Linked DNA regions of Zea mays: region 1 is linked to region 2. A link is a contact called in public Hi-C data. All regions are on one chromosome and are shown on one strand. The core of a region is the stretch at or near the end of the contact, and the rest is flanking DNA. Distances in the headings are between cores, read along the strand shown.

The links. A called contact is a pair of places that touch in the nucleus more often than the background predicts.
Region 1: a Hi-C map of ear shows a contact between it and region 2, with 1.7 times the contacts expected there. The contact joins the promoter of LOC100284627 here to the enhancer-like site in region 2. A contact is called at or near these places in 2 of 25 Hi-C or Micro-C datasets (ear and tassel).

What each region holds. Positions count from the first base shown.
Region 1 is chr2:151,395,527-151,398,226 of Zm-B73-REFERENCE-NAM-5.0, forward strand. LOC100284627 (PP2A regulatory subunit TAP46) reads right to left here and starts at 1,382. Exons shown (of 9, transcript NM_001157522.3): 1 at 1,036-1,382; 2 at 796-918; 3 at 457-543; 4 at 236-340; 5 at 1-36. The coding sequence starts at 1,188.
Region 2 is chr2:150,769,493-150,772,192 of Zm-B73-REFERENCE-NAM-5.0, forward strand. No RefSeq gene overlaps it. Among protein-coding and RNA genes, the nearest start is that of LOC103647110, 33 kb to the left of the region's middle. Within about 2 kb of position 1,314, at least 16 of the 20 cell types and tissues checked have an H3K27ac peak or open chromatin away from gene starts, as enhancers often do. A contact at or near this core is called in ear and tassel, where this site is marked.

The DNA.
Region 1 (2,700 bases), core at 132-2,631, 630 kb after region 2:
CGTTTCTGCAGCCTTTTGACGTTTGAACCGGGCAACCTTGAAAAATAAACAATAAATAGTGAACTACAGAAAACCGACCCACCTTAAACATCTTACAAGTAAAATCAGCTTGTGCGTCATAGATTCAGCACAACAAGAGAACCATGTCCCATATTACTGTGTTCCAATTACAGAGTAGAAACTGACTGACTGATTAATACCTTGAGAGATTAAATGGGAAGTAATTCAGTCTCACCTTCTGCGCTCTTCTGTTTGTCATAGTATCTGGCTGCTTCTGCCTAGACAATTCTAGCTCATCCTCTGGGATAAGCTCTAGTACTTCACATAGAGCAATGAACTCCTGTGGGGTGAAAAAGGAGGTAACGTGATGACAGAGTACCATGCTAGAGACCCCTCGTTATGAACGAATTAAAAAGCTACACCTAGTGAAACAATGTGACAGGGCAAATTGATAACCTTCAGATGGTCCTGTGACGTCTTAAGAACCGGGATCCGATCCTCCTGTGCTATCTTTTCGGTCATTTCTGCAAGGTAATATGGGACCTACAAATGCAAACAAATATCAGAGGTGTACAGAAGAAAATCAAACATGTGAACCACTGGAACAAGTCTTAAGTTTTCTAGCACTGTTGTGATTTGCAATTGTACTCGCAACTGAATAAAAGTGACCAGGCGTGATTTCCAATTGTCCTGACAACTGAATAAAACTGACCAGGCGTCTAGTACCATCACGACCTGTTTCACGGACTAGTACGGAGAGCAGAGCAGATTGAAGGGGGAGGGGGACGGACATACCAGTAGGTACTTGAGGTTTGCTGTGGAGACGTCCTCCTTGGTCTCGTTGGGGGAGAAGAGGCCGAGCTTGCTGACCATGTCGTCGCAGCGCCGCAGCAGGTCAACCCCCGTGCGGATCCCATCCTGCGCGGCGGAAAAAAAAACCAAGCGCGTAAGCACCGCTCACCCGATCTCAATCTCTGGGTGAGCGGAAGAAGGGCGAGACGACCCCAGTTCCCAGAAGAGAGAGGAGGGAGGCACCTGGTCGAGAGCGGAGCTGGAGGCCAGGGCGTGGAGCCGCGACGCCCTATCGAAGAGGGCCGGGAGGGGGAGGTCGGCGGCGTCGTCCTCCGGCTCCGCGTGGAGGCGCATCTGCGATTGCAACTTGTTCCCGGTCTCCTCCACATCCACCATTCCGACCGGTCGGACGGTTGCCTCGCGGAACCGGAAGCGAGCGAGAGGTCTGCGGCAAAACCCTAGTGGAGCGGGGCAGAGGAGAGGGTCGCGGGAAGGAGAGAGCTCGGGAAGCGTCGTCGCCGGGAGGACGCTGGACGCCTCGGAAGATTTATTAAAAAAATTAATGAAGCTTTGTTAGTTGTTACACTGCGGGTACTGTTCCTTTAAAAAATGTAGAGAACACTCTGGAACGCACGAATTGCAACGTACTCGCATTGCTACATATATGAGGCTAGTTTAGGCTAGGTCTCGATGAAATACTCGTGGCTCGCTAGCTTGCTCGGTTCATGGTTAGCTCGGCTTGGATCGGCTCGTTTGAATTTTTTCACGAGCTGACCTGACATTCTAGCTCGGATCGTTAACGAGCCAGCTCGGTTCGTTAACGAGCCAGCTCGCGAGCTAAACGAGCTACCATATTCTAGCAAAACGAAACTATATGCATATCATTTATAGAATAATTGATGAACATGTGTCACACCCGTTTCCAAAGGGGCAGAGCCGGGTGCATACTATATGTGTGCCAGGATCTATTTCCGCACATATGTTGACGTCACAAGTGTAATATATCAAAAGAACAATGCATAAAAGCGTAAATAAAGATTATATTAACATATTACACTTCGAACAGACATAATGTCTTAACCTTTATTCATCAAAGTACAGCGAAACATGGACATCCATCCACAGGAAGATGACCGGGGGTATCACTAGACTAGCATCCATGGAGCTTAGCATCATAACTTCATCTGCAAACTTCTGATCAAAATTAAGCAAGGGTGAGCTCACTTATGGTCGGGGCTCAGCAAGTGGGGGAAAAACTAATGCAAGGTAACAAGATGAGGCTAAGGTTGAGCAGTAAGCATTTTAGTTGGTCAACATTTTATTAATAACACATGTCTTACTAATAAGTGTGAATCCCAAGAATTCCCATTAAACAAAGGTATAAGAGTATATAAAAAACACTTAAGTGAAACCACTTAAGCAAAACCATTGGCAGGTCATCGGATCTCGATTTATTTCCATCTTCAAGTTCAATTATCATGTGAGGAGTCGAGGCTGCTCATAACCGTGAGCACGGCTGATATATCGGTTTACACTCTGCAGAGGTGGTACAACTTTACCCACAAGCCGTGTGTCGGGGACCATAATTAGGGGTACCCTCAAGACTCCTAAATCTCAGCTGGTAACCCCATCAGCACAAAGCTGCAAAGGCCTGATGGGTGCGACTAAGTCAGGGATCGGTCCATTCGAGGGACGCGATCACGCCTCGCCCGAGCCCAGCCTTGGGCAAGGGCAGCCGACCCCGGAGGATCTACGTCTCGCCCGAGGACCCCCTCCAGCAACGGACACACCTTCGGCTCGCCCGAGGCCCAGTCTTCACCAAGAAGCAACCTTGGCCAAGTCGCCACGCCAACCGACCAAATCGCAGGGGCATTTAATGCAAAGGTGGCCTGACACCTTTATCCTGAC
Region 2 (2,700 bases), core at 64-2,563:
TTCACCCGAGCCTAGTTTTATGAATGTAGCGAACCAAACACACTTCGAACTATAGTTAATGCATGCGAGGAGTCTGGCTCTTTTGATATGCGTAACCAAACACATGGATTTAGATGGATAGAGTGATTGCACCTTCCTAATGCGTTCTCCACTTATTAGTCGGTGCGGCGAAATACTGATGTTTTGAAGAGCAGCGGCGATGATTCATGAATGATGCGTCTCGTTTTGTGTTCATTCACCAGTTGCGACTGCCATGCGTGTATAGTAGCACCAGCCGACAAGAGTATACGTAGGCAGGAGTATACGTAGCCGCTGTCGCCGTCTCGTCTCCAGCCATGCACGCACGCGCGCGGAGAATCGAGCTTGCATGTTGTTCGTTTCGGATTAAAGTCAACTATTTAGATTAGTGCAACTATAATCTATAGAGATAAAACACTCAGTAAAAACCGTTTCAGATTAAAGCCAAATGAACAACTTTTATTACAACGTCCCATCAACTCACTCTCAGGCCTGTCCACCTCTGCCATCATGGTCTTCGTGTGTTGAGTTGTTGCCAACAGGGCCAGCTCTAGGGCTAGGTGGAAGGGACGGCCCCCTAGAGCCTAAGCATCGATATTTGGAATACTCTATATTTTATTCTCACTTAAGATATTCGTAACAATTTACCATTAATTTAGTGTTATAATTTCCTCTCTATTTTATTACAATTATTGACCATAAAAAATAAGGGGCCTAAACATCGAGGTTCGCCTATGGCCCTTCAAAACCGATTAACCGAGAGCCGGCCCTGGTTGCCAAGCATGCAATGCAAGGACCTAAGGCTGTCCGCAGCGGTAGCCGTGCGCCCACCCTCTCCCCTTGCATGGTGGCTACAGGGCGCCCCACACCCACAGCACGGCCCCTGCGAAGCCCGCCAGCTGTCCGCCCCCTTGTCTCTCCCTCCGGCTGTGGCGTGCAACTGGCCGCCCCTTCGCTCTCCCTCCGTCCTGTAGCCGTGGGCCCCCTTCTAATTGTTAGTAGATAAAAAATTGATAGTGGATGAAAAGTAGGTATAAAAATGATATTTTATGGTTGTAGTGGAGTATATGTGGAGAAATTAGATAGAACAGTTGCGAGAGATGGAAAAGTAAGAGATAAAATATTAATAATGTGATGCAAAAAAATGATATAGGAGACAAAATTTAGAGAAAAGCGATGTAGATAGTCTAAGGAAAGAGGCAAGCAAGGAGATGGTCAAATGGGTGGTGGCCTGGTGGGTAGGCAGCAGCCTGCGAGGCACAGGTAGTGGCAGCAGTACACAACACAACACAACACAGTACAGTATCCCATCCCATCCCATCCTCCAAAACCCAATGCACAAACAAACAGGGGGCGGGCGCAATGGCATGGATGCCCTTTTTGCTGAAGCATGCCAACGGGAATGGATTTCCATACAAAAGTAACTATCGCCACTTGCCTGTTGTTCCATACACATCGTCAGTCTCGTCACGGACCCCATGCTGCCTCTGCAGTTGTTGGTCTGCCAGACGACTGGAATTGAAGTTCCTTTGTCATGCATGCATGTCGAGCGTCTAGCAATGCCAGAGATCCATCTTATATATTAATAATAATATTTTTTTTCTACAAAATTGACACTACTTAAAATAGTCTGATTTAAAACAATTCTAAAAGTTGATTTACTAGGACCATATAAATAGAATATCTCAGGAGGATTATGTGGGGTGCCAGAGAAAAAAAATACATATCCGTATATTTTATACACATGTACACCCTGCTATGGTGCTGGCTGGCTCATGTGTTTCAGCGTGGGTGCAGTAAAGCTGCTAATCTCAGCTCATCAGCTCTGCCCGATTAACGAACCAATAATTCGGAGCAGAGGTGGCAGCGGACGGCGATGCGAGCAGGCAGGCATCCTGATAGCCGCTGCTGCAGGAGGACTGAACCAGAGGAGGTGTCACATCAAGACAGGCCATGACTTTGTTCCCTCCCTCTCGTGTCAGCAGCACGGTTTACAAAACCGTTTTCTATACTAAAACCGCTACCCACCGGTAACGGTTTACCGACGGTAAACCGGTAAAAACCGGTAAAAACCGACCGGTTTGACAAATTCAAATCAATTTGAATTCGAACCGGTTTACCGGTGAAAAACCGACGAAAAACCGCTCTAAACCGCCGGTTAACCGCGAAACGAACCGGTTTTTGTTGTTTTTTACAGAAAAAATGGAAAATGTTGACAAGATTTATTTGTAGTTTGCTCAATTCACATTGCATAGTAAATATTAATTGATCCACACGATATGTGTTCACCAAAATAACATGTAACATGCATATGTAACCACAAACTCCAGTTCTCATGCAACAAACAACTAGCGAACTTCGTAATACTCAAATACAAGATCTTTTACAACTCTCCAACGAGGCAACGACACATAGGTCGACTTATTTCACAATACTCACATGTTTATCTCGAGTCATAGTGATAGTACTCAGGCATGTTGGAGGGATCGTGATATTGTTCCAATCTGTTATACTGATAGGTCTATACAAAATATAGTGATAGTGACGAGTATTTACTCTATTAGGGTATGTATGTGGGCTAAATATTCTACCCGTGGGTCTGTTATTGGGCAAAAATCTTCACCCAATAGGTAAACGGGTATTAGAACGTTCTACCTTCACATGGTATGGGTATGGGAGTAA